Regions from separate parts of the Athene noctua genome. Here region 1 is linked to region 2. Evidence: chromatin contacts called from public Hi-C data. All regions are on one chromosome and are shown on one strand. The core of a region is the stretch at or near the end of the contact, and the rest is flanking DNA. Distances in the headings are between cores, read along the strand shown. Region 1 holds the start of LOC141963121 (lysosomal amino acid transporter 1 homolog). Region 2 holds the start of MLF1 (myeloid leukemia factor 1).

Region 1 (6,691 bases), core at 2,959-5,458, 310 kb before region 2:
GCTGGCTCTGAGGAAGGATTTCTGTGCAGAAGGGGCTGTTGGGCGTTGGAATGGGCTGCCCAGGGCAGGGGGGAGTCCCCGGGATCCCTGGAGGGGTTGAAGAGTCGGGCTGAGCCAGCGCTGAGGGATCTGGGGGAGTTGGGAACGGTCAGGGGGAGGGTCGTGGTTGGGCTGGAGGAGCTGCAAGGGCTTTTCCAACCCAGATGATTCTGGGATTCTGAGCCAGAGCAGGTTGGTCAGGGCCACCTCCAGCTGGACTCTGAACATCTCCAAGGATGAGGAGTGCACAGCCCCTCTGGCCAACCTGTCCCAGTGTTTGACCTGCACCACAGTAAGATTTTTTCCCTTACATTTAACTGGAATTGTCTGTATTTCTCTTATGCCACTGCCTTCTGTCCTGGATACTGCTGAGAGGAGCCTTGCTTCACTCCTCCCCATCCAGTATTTATTGATAAGATATTGATAAGATCTCCCTGAGCTTTCTCTTCCCCAGCAGTCTCAGCTCTCTCAGCCTCTCCCTCTATGTCAGACACTCTCACCAACTTCACAGCTTTTCACTGAACTCACTCCAGTACGTCCCTGTCTTTGCTCTTTGCTGGTCCCAGCACTCCAGACACATTTGACCAGAGCTGAGCAGAGAGGAAGGATCCCCTCCCTTGAGAGATGGGCAACACTGCCTAAGGCAGCCCCGTGCGCTGTTCTCTACACCAAGGGCACATCCCTGAAAGTCCTGTGTATCCCTGAACTCCTGTAGACACTGCTTCAGCTTTCCACACATTGTTCTCAAATCTTTGCATTCACTGCTTCTGAGAATCAGGCTTTCCAACAGTATAAGCAGGCACCACAGGGAAAAGTCATGGCTGTCACAGCTGGACTCAACCTCATTACAAGAAGTAAGACAGGAATGTGATACTGGTATTGCAATACACAGTGACTTACAAGAGAAAAATAATTGGTATTCTAGAGTTAAACGTGATCAAACTGAACTGTCAGCCTTACCTGGAAGTTTTCTGATGCTTAAATAAATCTTCCCCAATTCCATGTTCTCATTAATTCTTGCAAAGAAACTCTTTCCTATTGATTATCGGAATAGTATTCTGACAAGAGAGGGTAAAAAAGAACAACATTTTCTTGTCTAAATAATATCCAATATCAGTTCCATTTATCACAACTCATTAACGAAAAAAAAAACCAAACCATAAAGCCTTCCTGAATGTCTTCAAATCTGATTTCATTAGCATTATTTCACCTTAAAAATTTTAAGATCTACTTCAAATTTGCAGCCTAACAGTACCTTCACCCACCCTATATTATGCTCCCAGAAGAGGGTTTAATGTCATGCACATATACAGACCAAGGACTTTTTAATTTTAATGGCAAGGCAACAAAGAAATTCACTTAATGACAAGTTCTTGGACTAATGTATTATTCATTTTGTTATGTGACAGTAGAACAAAATTGTATCCATAAATATATAATGTTGTACACCACTTTTAAATGTAGTTTACATTTATGGAATAATTGGCTGTCTTTCACCACATTATCCTCTCTTTATTCACCTTTTTTTTTTTTTTAAGGGGATGTCATAAAATGCAGTTCGTGACATAGAAGATGCCTTCATTCCAGGAACAGAGACAGAAACTGGCCTGGATAAACCTATGAATTTCAACCTCTATTTCTGAAAATGTTTTCTAGTCTCTGGAAGGATTTTGGAAGTATTTTTACAGTGGTTTTTCACATATAAATTGCTACTTTACTCCTTTTGCCTTACAATTAACCTTAGCTATTTTTAAGTGTATTAACTCATTTGAGGTCAACATTGTACCTAATCATCAGCATACTTATGTTCACGTATTTAGTGATACGTGGGGTTTTGACTTAAATAATAAGAATACTCACACCTCCTTCCTCGGATCCGCAATCAAGGCAAGCCACGAGCAGAGAGACATCTCAGCACGGGCCCTCACACCAGGGCTCAGCCTCGCAGAGCTGGGTGCAGGCAACACCGGCCACCAAGGGTCCCAGGAGGGTCAAAGGGTGAACCATGTCCAGATACACCCACCGAGTCCAGCCAGGAGCACCAGGAGATGAGGCCAGAGACAGGACCAGGGATGGTGCAGGTCCAAAGTCCATCCAGGAAACAGGGCTGGATGCGAGCTGTACGCTGCTCGCACGGAGGGCCCATCCTGGGGCCAAGCTGCTCTGAGCATCCGACTGGGAGACTCAGCTTGAGCTGAGCTGGGGCCCCCGGCCCGGTGTGGGGGGAGGCCCCAGGAGAGGCTGGTCAGAGCCATCAAGGCCTGTCTGTGCCCTCAGGGCACAAACGCCTTCCAGGTTCCATTACCCATTTGCTCAAATTTTGTTTGCCTTCATAAATCTGCATTTGCGGATTATTTTATCCTCTCCAGTCGCCTGCGTGGTGTCTCCAGTTACTGCCCGCTTCAGGTTCACATCCAGTTCTGGGTTCAGTACCACACAGGTTCCTTACGCCGAGAGGGCTTTTCTTCAGGCACTGGGGAGTGGTAGGAAACGAATCCTCTGCCGTAACAGCAGCTCCTTCCAGCCTGCTCCCCTCTTCTCCCACGCTGCACCAGCTACGAGACCCAATTCTGTCTACACAGGCGAGGAGACTCCAGCTCTGTAAAAACAGGCACCACCTGAGCAGCCCAGCCAAAACACTGCACATGGGTCGGAACAACCCCAAGGACAGATACAGGCTGGGCAAAGAGCGAGCAGTCCTGTTGAGAAGGACTTGAGGGTGTTAGTGGATGGAAAACTGCCTGTGAGGCAGCAACGTGCACTCGCAGCCCAGCAAGGCCCCGTGTGCTGGGCTGCACCCAGAGCAGGGTGGGCACAGGGCCAGGGGGGGATTCTCCCCCTCTGCTCCGCTCTGGGAGACCCCCCTGCAGGGCTGGGTCCAGCTCTGGGGCACCAACAGCAGAAGGACACGGACCTGCAGGAGCGGGGCCAGAGGAGGCCACGGAGATGCTGGGGGGGCTGGAGCCCCCCTGTGAGGACAGGCTGGGAGAGTTGGGGGGTTCAGCTGGTGAAGCTGTGGCTGCCCCCTCCCTGGAAGGGTTCAAGGCCAGGTTGGACGGGGCTTTGGGCAACCTGGGCTAGTGGAAGGTGGCCCTGTCCATGGTGGGGGGGTGGCACTGGATGGGCTTTGAGGTCCCTTCCCACCCAGACCATTCTGTGACTGTAAGGCATGTAACAAAACCTATTCCTTCCACAAGTCTGTATGCTACTAAAAATTTCACAAATCTGCATGCTTTTGCCCATCAACAACAGATGAGTCTCATGGACATAAACAGGGAACTTCACAGTGCCAGACAAATGCTGCTCAACTGCCAAAACCAACACTGAATCACTGCTTGAGCAGCAATTAAACTAGAACAATGCAGATACCCGGAGCCTTCCTTTAATCACTCTCCCAACTATGTGTTAATTAGCTAGGCTGCAGTAACTACAGAAATGATGAGCCTATATGAGAATAAAAAGTAAAATTATATTAAAAATTCAGTAAATTATACAACACTCTTTCCTATCAAAATATTTTTAAAAATTAATGTCCGGAAGTACATACCCTACAAAGATCTCAGGATTGTTCAGTGACTTCTCCGTGCCGCGGATCACAAACTGCCATTACTGATCAAGTTAAAAGGTGGCGTTAAAGCGCTGCCAAGGCTGGGTGAGTCCAGCGGGCACTAACAGGGCAGAGGAAAGGTCACCGCGGTGGTTCTGGGGTGGCCAGAGTGGAGGCCAGGCTGGCGAAGGCCACATCGGCCTCGGGCCAGAGGTAAACGAACGGGTTGGGGCCTGTGCGCGCAGAACCCTCTCTGTGTCTCCCAGCAGCCGCTCTGTGGACGCGATACAGGCCTGAAAGCTCCGGGTTTGTGTAAAAGAGGGGCAGCGCCCCTGACAGAACTGCCCCAGGTCTTAAAAATACCACGGGTTTGGCACCCTGGCAGCGCAAGCGCCGCTTTGAGGCCCCTCCGCCTGCACAGAGCCGCGTTAGCCCAAGAGCCAGTTTTGTACCAGCCCGCGGCACCGGGGCACCGCTCCCTCCCTCAGCCCCGTCCCTCCGCCCCCCGCCGCCATCCCCGGGGCTCCGGTTCCCGGCGGGGCCCGGTCTGAGGGGAGCGGCCCCGCCCGCCGCCAGGGGGCGCCCCGTCCCCGCCGCTGCGGCGGCTGATGGCGGCGGCGGGCAGAGGGACGGGAAGGGGCGGGCGGGGGCGGGGGCCCGGCCTTCTCCCCCTCCCCGCGTCTGCCCCTCGGCGTGGGGCTGAGGGCACGGTGGGTAACCCCCCACACCCCCCTCCCCTCCGCTCCTTCTCCGCAGGGTCTTCCGTGAGGCGAAGCCGCCCTCCGGTGGCGGCAGCAGCGCGGCGGCGCGGGGATCGGTGCGCGGGGATCGGTGCGCGGCGCCGGGCGGGCCCGCCGCGCCCCGCCGGAGCCCGGAGCAGCATCAGCCCTCGCCAGGTCGGTGCCTGCCGCGCTCGGGTCCGTCAGGCCCGCCCTGGGTTCCCGGGGCCGAGCCCGCTTTGCGTGGAGCTAGAGAGCCCCTGCCCTTCCTTAAAGCCATTTTAAGTTGTCGTTCCTTTCATGTCGCCTTCCCCGTTTCTCCTCAGAGGACTGTCACGGGCGGGGGGGCGGGCGGCCGGGGCCCCCGGGGGCTGCAGAAGGCCCCAGGTCGTTGCACCCACCTTGTCCCAAGGGATGGGGCTCGCCGGGGGCTTTAGGGCTGGGATGCCCGCGAGCTCTCCTGAGGAAAAGCGCTTCCTTAGGTTTTTTTTTGTTTGTTTGTTTGTTTTTTTCCTAAGCTGGGTTGTAAGTCTTCTGTGAGAACTGGGCTTTTTTTTCTAGGTAAAAAGCGGTCATGCTTTATCATCACCTCTGAAGAGGCAGCATTCACAGTCGGGGGTGCGTAGAAATATGTTTAGAAAATAACTGGAGACAAAATACAATAACCGGGTTAAAACTGAGAAGTGTTTGAAGAATCCCTGAATTAGTTCTTAGTTTAGCTCCACTTTTTTTTTTTTTTTTCTTTCCCCCCAAGAGTAATTAAATTTTGAATACTGCACAACTGAACAGCCTTTTAGATTTCAAGCTGTTATTAGCTGCTGTTTAGAGAATCTAAAATCTGCCAAACACACGTATCTGACATCTTTACGCATTACTAGCCACGTCTCGTTGTTTGACATCCAGGAACATGCAGCAGCCACATCGCGGGGATGTTCAGGGCAGCTTGGCAGCTGGAGGAGCAGAGAATCTGGGGGAAGGCTCCCAGGTTCCAGGGACAGCTTGCTTTTCCTCCTCTGCACCGTGAAGCTGCTATTAGTGAAGTGGATTTCACTTTTAAATCATTGACTATTTCTGCGTGTACTTTTTTACCCCCAGAATAAAGTATTAAAATAAGAAAAAGAGTGTCCACACAGGGCTCTCAAGCTGCTGATTCGTTCTTAGTAAATATCTTGCACCATAATGGTTTTATTTCTAGCTAGACAAACACCAAACCTTTTCAGAAAGGTATGATGTCAAAGTTCCAAATTAACTGTTCTGTGAAAATAATATTTTTACTGTAACTTTTCCAAATGAAACTAGTATTTGGGCAGTAATCTGAGAAAGAATATGAGGTTACAGGCAAGGAATTGTTATAGGAGCATAAATCACCTTTTAATATTATTTTCTTTTCTCATCATTGGCAACTTAAATACTACAGGAACAAAAAAAATGTCATAGCAGTCTCCTTATCCTCTTTTCAGGTGGAAAACGTTTAATGCAATAAGAGTAAGTGAAAGGGGGTTTTTTAAATGTTGAGGAGAAATTCGCATCTCTGTGCAAGGCTACATATTGGGGGAGGGAACCATCTGTATCGGTCTTGCTCAAACACCATTATTCTTTTGAGCTGAAAGTGTAGTTATGAAATACTTGAGTGTCAAGGTGTGAAAATAGGTGTGTCACGGGTCCAGGTGTGAAAATAGATCAAACACTGACACTGTTGCCTTTTGCCTTCCCATCAACAGCAGGAGGAGTTCAGGTTTTGTGGCTGATGCGTCCGGCTGATGTGTCCAGTTGTTCTAACTGCTGGTGGAATTTGCTGGGTTTGGTGATGGAGCTCTCACTGGGACAGAGTATTTTGCTGGGGATTTAAGAAAGACAGCAATTATCATAAGATTAAAAATACGCTCCCAAGGACTGGCAACGTGAACGTTTTTTCTGCTGCGTAAATGTTAAGTCGTAACAAACCAAGCATATCCACATGCTTTAAATGTGTTAAGTGTGTTGTGTGGCAGGAGGCCAAAGCTCGAGTCTTCGGTCATCTGGGAAGTGTAAGTGGCCTGTCTAATTCCTACCACTCTTTAAACTGTTTGGTTTTCCGTAATGGCTGCAGGGTTTTGGAGCAGGATATAGCGTGAGATCAGGTGATTGAGTCTGAATTGCCTTGTTTAGACTTGCTGCCGCATAGTCCTTGATCTTCTAAGAGAACTTTTGCACGCGTGAGTCCAACTGCAGTTATGGTATTTAGACATTAAATACCATGTTAAACCTAATTTTTCAGACATCGTTTTAAAATACCATGTTTCATCTTCCTTTTTCTTTTTTTTTTTTACATCTGACGTATTTTGCTTATCTTGAAATACTTTGGGACGAAGCTTAATAAAATGTGTAAGGTTTTTGTTACACTGTT
Region 2 (7,196 bases), core at 231-2,730:
GAGAAGTCTACATCAGTAGACAGCAAAATCAATGCTCATCCGATTACAGATATTTTTCAAAAATATTGCAGGCTCAGTTCATTCATCTTTTATGTCGGGTTTCCACTTTGGGCCAAATACCAGCAGAGCTGCTTCTGCAGCATGATGGATCTTAGTGGAACGAAGGATCTACTTTCATGACTGCCATATAAATACTCCGATGCTCTCTATTCCCACCTGGTTATCCGGAGCACATTTTTCTAGCTTTCCCCTAAATGCTGAGATATTGAAAGAGATGTGAGGAGGGAAGAGCCTCCACCTGCCTCTCGACAGGAGATGCAAAGGAAGAACCAACCCCCAGGGCTCACAGCTCTGAGAAACTTTGTCTTCTAGAGCGGGAGAATTTCCCCAATCACATTTTTCTCCACAATTCTCCCATTTTATGAAGAATGAAGGCGAGATTCCTATACCTCTGGTTCTTTCAAACTGCCCTCCTTCAGAAGTTTATATATAACGACAGTTCTCATACACACCCCTACACGTTCACAACCACTCCGCTCTTCAGCAAACCGAGATAACGCTCCCTGTCCATTCGCTCTTTTATTTTTACTGGAACTTTCCTTTGACAACCATACCCAGCACAGGGTTTGCTGCGGGGGTTTCTCCTTTACAGCCGGCCACGGGACTGCTTGTCCTGCCAAGAAGACAAAGAGCTCTTTTTCCCTTTCTGTCTAACCAGTAATCCTAACCAGCCTGGCTCCCAAAGCCGGTACAGTTAAGCAATACAGAATGAACTGTTGGCCAGAAGGCAACTACCGTAAAGCCTCAGAAATCGGAGACGCCTTGTCAGTGCTGAGCTGGTGTGGAGTGAAAGGTAATCCCGATCCACAAACGGCGGTGATGGCACCCACGGCCGCGGCGGTCAAATATCCTTCCTCCATCCCGGCCTCAGTTTTTTTCCTCGCTGCTAGATCTGGCTGGAACAGCTACTGATGGCTGCCTGTAGCCCAGGCCACCGGGGTGCCGATGCTCGCCCAAAGGCCAAGCTGGGAAAGGGCCGCAGCCCGCCTCGCACAACACGGGCGCTTTATTTTACTGCCACCTACTGGAAAAAATACAATTCTCTCCAAAATTTCTAAAGACGGGGCAGCGGCGCGAGCCGGGCCGACAGCACCGATCCGCAACCGCCTGAGAGGAGCTGGGCTGAAGGCCGGGCCTGCTCCCCGCGCCGGGGCCTGCTCCCCCCGCAAGGCCTCCGCCGGGAAAACCGGGGCTTCGGGAGCGGCAGCCCGAGGAGGCGCGGGGGGATCCCCCTTTTGTGGGGGTCCCCGCTCCACGGCCCCCCCCGCCCTGCGTGGGGCCGCGCCAGGCCCCGGCCCGAACCTTCTGGAGCGGGACCGCGCAGCGGCGCCGGTTGCCACGGCAACGGCGGCACCCGGTAAGCCCCGCCCCCTCCTCGCTCGTCACAGCGGCGGCGGCCAATGGCGGCGCTGGGCGGCGTCACGTGTGTCAGCGGGCGCCACCGTGAGGGCCCGGCGGGGCCGGCGGCGCTCACTGCACCGGGGAGCCGCCGCCATGTTCGGGGGGCTGGGGCGCTGCTTCGAGGAGGATCCCTTCTTCCGGTGAGCGGCCCGCCGCGGCCCGGCGGCCGGCCGGGATGGCAGCCGCCCCTCCCTGGAGCCGCCCCGCCAGGGGGTGTGAGGCGGCGGGGGGGCCGCCGCGCTCCCCGGAGGAGCGACTCGGGGCGGCGGGGCTTGGGGCGCTGAGGGACCGGGGCTGGCGGCGGTGCCGGTTCGCAGCCGCGCTCCTCCGGCTGCCCGGCTCCGGCGGCCGGGCGGGGGGTCCCTGACAGCCGCGGGGGGGTAGATTGTTGCCGGTGACTTTAAATGCCACGGTCTTGTCTGTCGCCCCCCTCTCCAGTAACGCGTGCAAGCTTGCCTGCCTCATAGCGCGGGGAAGAACTTAGCCATAATGTCACAGTGGCATCGGCGGAGAAAAATCTTCACACCCCTTGGTCTGACTTTCGTGATTTTTTTTTTTTTTTTTTTTCCCCTTGAGTTTCTTAAAAAGTTGTCAGGGAAGAGCTTAATCGTAATTCCATAGTGACATCGACAGAGGAGAAATCTTCCCCTCCCCTGGGTTGATTTTCTTGATTATCTTTTTTCTTCAGTTTCTTAAAAAGTTGTCAGGGATGGTCTTAATCATAATTTCACAGAGACATCGACTGAGAAGAAATCTTCACCTCCCCTGGGTTGACTTTTTTTTTTCCTTCAGTTTCTTAAAGTTGGCGGTTGCTAGATATTCTAGCTTTTTCTCCGTTTATTAGTTCTTTTTTCCTGTAGACTTTCTGAGCTCCTGCTGCCGATGAATACACTAAAGATAACACCAAGGCGTTCTTGCATTAAAACTCTGCAAACCTGCCTGTGAGATCAGGTGAAAGGCAAACTGTCTCCTTGTGCTGCTTCTCTGAGTGGATGCTGATGCTTTAGCTCAGCAAATGTGGAGTTTTTTGGTCTCTTTATCATGAGCACGCCGGTGGTGCTTGGGGTAGAGCATGTCTGCGCATTAAATTCTGAAATCGGTTTATTTCCTGTGGGAATCTTAAGTTTGCCACTGGAATCTAAATCTAAGGAGTGTGTTGTGCAAATGCTCCCCTAGAGTGCTGGGACAGCCCAAACTGCTGAAATATCTATCTGGCCCCAGTTTATGTCTTTGGTCAGAAACTAATCTGTAGTGGGTAAGAATGGGAATGGAGAACTTGGAGGAGCCCGAATGATTTTAGTTTTTCTAAAGATGTGGAGCTTAATTACAAGCAAAGATAAGGGGTAACGCCGGTGGGTGGACAAGGAAGGGAAACACATCAGGCCTTGTCATGTGGGTTTGTTGACTTTATCTCTTAGTTACAGGCTATTCTAGCTGAGGTTGCATTTGTACCTCTTAAAGAACCTACCGCTGAGCTGCAAAAGCACGTCCCTGGCAGTGGGATAGTCTCTAAAGCCACACAAAATGGATGAGGACGCTTGGTTTGTAGGAATATCCGCGTTATTATAACAACTCATCAGTTATATGCAGGATACACTATGCAGAAAACTTCACTATGCAAATCCTCCGTGTGAAATTAAAATAATGATGGCAGTTAAGGCTTGTTTGTAGCAATTTGTAGCATGCTTTGAGATATCAGTTTCTCTCCTATTATTTGTTCATTTCATTTGTGCATTTTTATTATAGCCACCGATGCTGTTTCAAATTGTAGGGAAGAAAAGATTGCAAAAGACAGAGGGAGTGCGTGTGAAAGAGATGAGAGATTGATACCGAGGTTCATTTTCTTGGCATTGTCCTTGTAAATCTGTTTTGCATATAGTTAAGGAAATGAGCTTATTACTTCAGATAAGATTAGCTTCCAAAATACTGTAATAATGGGTTTCTGTTGCCTCATAAGGAGAGATTTTGACTGCTGAACTGGAAATAGTGCCTGGGTTAAAAGAAATGTCTCCATCTGTGAGCAGCTGCCCTGGGGAAGCACCAGTCAGTCAGCCAGAATGCTGCCTGGGCCCAGCTGAGCTTCATCCCTCATAGCCTGGACAGGTGCAGGAGTTGTGTCTTCTCTGCCAAGCACAGTTGGCATCTGGTTTTAATTTACCAATACACAGCTTTTGTTTTATTGTTCCAGGTGTTATCTCCAGCGGGATTCTGCAACTTCAGGCTTACATAACTTTCTAAGTAAAAATGGAAAAAAAACCAAACAAACAAACAAAAAAAACCAACACTCACAGGAAGTACAGTTTTCAATAATAATAAACAATTTATTGTTCTAGGACACTGTTTTTCAACTGACCAGAAACACACTGAAGTACGGAGTAACATTGTACTTTCACCAGAACACCATAAAGGGTTTCAGCTGGAACACAGAGCCTTAAACTTGGGAGCTTAAGCTTAAAGAACGTAGGAAGTGAGCTACATCTTAGTGAAAATCCTCACTTGCGTACGTGCCAGCAGCATCAGCCGCCTTAAGGTCTCTTTCTCCATACAGCAGATGGACTTGAGACTGTCAGTCTCAGAGGCTGCACATGTTTTTTCCCCTTTATTGATCCCTGCAAAGACCTGAATGTCAGGTGAAGGTCAGATAAACTACTCATTAGACAAGATTTTGTTACGGCAGAGTAGGGTGACAACAAATGTATAAATTGTTTGGCTCCATTCAGAACTTAATTTTGGAAATACCTTACAGTGCTTAATGTGTGAAGGGCACAAATTCTGTGTGCAAAACCCTTACAGAACCCCCTTTATTTCCTCCCTCTCCACCACTTTTATGGTATAATAGTGCAAAGTGTACAGAAATCATGTCTGTCTCATCAAAAGTATCTTTTTACCCCCTCTAAAAAAGGTCAGATTAAGTCAGATGTGATCAGTGGTAATTAAAAGCAAGGTTCTCCACCTGTTGCCATCCTATAAAACCTGTGATTGGAGCAAAGAATTTAAGATCTTGCATCCTCTACTGGAGAGCCTTTGACTTATTTAATATGTATAGTGAGGGTGACATACTCCTTTTGTAGTGACAGATTGAGTTTCAGTCATCAGAGCCATCAAGGTGGTAGGTTTAATTCCTTGGACGCCTTGTCTTCCAGATTCCCTGTTGACTTTAGGTTGGTTTTGCCCTGCTCCAGAGCGTACCAGAATTGTAGTGCTTCTTTTGAAGCTTGGCTACACTAGATCTTTTGATGAATGGCTCCCTGAAATGTCCCTGGGGAATTGGGATGGACTTTACTTTTGTTCCTAAATCTGTCAGTCCACATGGTATATCTTACTTCTCTGTCTCTGACAGTAAGAAGCTGTATTTCTGAATTGTTTCATGGACCTTTAATTTAAAAAAAAAAAAAAAAACAAAAAAAAAACCAAAAAAACACCAACACAGTTTTAGATGCAGGTATGTGAATCAAATAGATGTAGTGGAGGGTGAGAGGCCAGAAGTTGCAAGCGAAACTGGAATAAGGCAAAAAGGACAATTTCACAAGGTAGGAAGCATTATTTTATGTCAGGTGAGATATTGGAGCATGTTACACACACTAAATTCAACCAATTTTTCTTATTTACATTAAATCTATGGAATCTTGTTTTGCTTATGCTGTGTTGTAGGTAACTTAGGAGTGTCCTACTTTTGAACTGGAAGGGACTGGGGACAAATTTTGTTATGCACAACTAACTGATGGAATACGGTTCATATTTATTTGTGTGTTGATAACCAAACCTATCTGAATTTTGGGGAGTCAAAATAGATTTGATGGAAGTACCTATGTACTGTGGGGGTGCTTGTGTGCTTCCCTTGCCTTGGCTTCTGCAGTGACTTTTTTCCATCTGGTCTTCATCCTGTGAAAGGTGAGGGGCCGTTGGCTGTGTGCGACTGCTTATCACATTGAGGACTGAAGCTAAAGCTAGCAGTCATGTGAGGGGGTAGATTAGGGTCTGCTTAATGACAGGGGTAAAACTACTTCTGGGGTGTGCTGGAGTGAGTTACATGCGTAGCTTAAAGGGATATTGTGTCAAGTGTTGTTTGAAAATTAATTCGGCGTTATGTTTGTAACCTTACTTCTTCACTTAAAAGGAAAAAAAAAATAAAAATAAATGCACCTTTGGCATGCAAAGACAGTACAAAGCAAAGAGATCAAAGTGGCCACGTGGTGTGGAAACTCGTTTTCGTGGGACTGGAGATAAGGGGTGGGGAGAATAGAAAAGCTGTTCAGGAGACTTTTAAGAGCTGGTTGGGTGTTGGAGTCAGAGGAGCATCCTGAAGCTTTTTTCTTCATGGAGGCATGAGATGTGATGGGAAAGGTTGCGGTGCCCTGGAGAGAATGAGGGTGTGAGGTGTCTGGGGAGTGCCAGGAAATTGATAGGAAGGAAGATGAGGTGCTATTAAGTCTAAGTAAACATACTTGGGAAATGACTCTTAACGTTAATAAAAGTGGCTTTCAGTGGAATAGCAAAGGGCAAAATTAGACTGGAGATGAAGGGAGGAAATGAAGCACGTTTTCTGTATGAAGTAATAATAGCCTTGGACCCCAGGCAGCAATACTGATTCTGTATTGTCCTTCTGACAAAATCGTATTTAGCTCCTCTTCTGGCCTCAGAAATATTTAGTTCTTGTCCAAGTTGGAGAATGCAATAAATTGAGTACTAAGGGAGAACTTGAGCAATGTTTTACCTGCGAGCCAAGCTTTGGGATTACTGGTGGGGTTCTGTAGGTTTTTGGAAACAGAGGTTGAGTGTTTAGAAAGAGGAGAGGAGGGAAAACAACAGGAAAGCAAAAAGCCACCAAGGCTCTTTTTTTCCGAAGCAGAGAAAAGGGATGCAGAAAATGATTTGTGGAGGGGGAGGAAAGGGAAGGCAAAGATGTAGGTGACTAAAGTAGATGGAGCTGGCTGGAATTTAGGGGTTAGTATACATTTCTGAACGTGTGGGTCAAGGAGGATGAAAATAAATTGAGGGGGGCAAAATCTAGTGGGACACAATGAATCAGCAAGTAGTACTGTGCTAAGCTTTAGACAATGGAAGTGGAAAAAGGAGAGGAAAAAAAAAATCTATTTAATATTAGGGGTTGGAGATAGAAGTAGTGATGAGTAAAATATAGGTCAGCTTTATAGTTCCTGGCGGATGGTAAGCATAGGCTGGAGTGAAAGATGGCTGCAAAGGATGGGATGTTTTTGGAAAAGATGAGGAAAGAGAAGCAATACAGACACCCAAGAGCAGCTGAGAAGACAAAAAGACTAAATCACCCAACCAGCTTCAGAGTTGGGAAGAAAAGTGAAAGAAGTGAGAGTTTGAGAGGAACAGGAGATTGCCCAGTTGTGTCCTGTTAAAAGAATTTGCGAAAAGAACCATATGGAATGATTTTAAAAATTGAGTTTTAAAAATTTCAGAGCCGTATTATGTGACTCGGAATAAACCCCAATGACTTTCTGTGCGAAATGTCTCTCTTTCAGCGATCCTTTTGCCGCACACCATGAATATATGCGGCAGATGATGAGAAGCTTTTCTGATCCTTTTGGACGAGATCCATTTCTCAGTATAACAGATGGTGGGGAGAGAACAGTGGATCGAAGAGCACGCCAGGACTCTCAGGTTGCTCTAAGAGGAAATCGCAGAGTAAGTATTTTCTTAATCTCGAAGGATTACTACGCGGAATTTACATTTATTAGTAATATAGTTGGCTTCACGTTTCCACT

What was found. A called contact is a pair of places that touch in the nucleus more often than the background predicts.
Region 1: a contact with region 2 is called in a Hi-C map of liver, with 4 times the contacts expected there. The contact joins the promoter of LOC141963121 here to the promoter of MLF1 in region 2. A contact is called at or near these places in 2 of 2 Hi-C or Micro-C datasets (heart and liver).

The regions. Positions count from the first base shown.
Region 1 is chr8:28,423,757-28,430,447 of bAthNoc1.hap1.1, reverse strand. LOC141963121 (lysosomal amino acid transporter 1 homolog) reads left to right here and starts at 4,208. Exons shown (of 10, transcript XM_074912131.1): 1 at 4,208-4,482; 2 at 6,027-6,332.
Region 2 is chr8:28,105,878-28,113,073 of bAthNoc1.hap1.1, reverse strand. It overlaps MLF1 (myeloid leukemia factor 1), which reads left to right and starts at 1,480. Exons shown (of 7, transcript XM_074911816.1): 1 at 1,480-1,601; 2 at 6,954-7,116. The coding sequence starts at 1,555.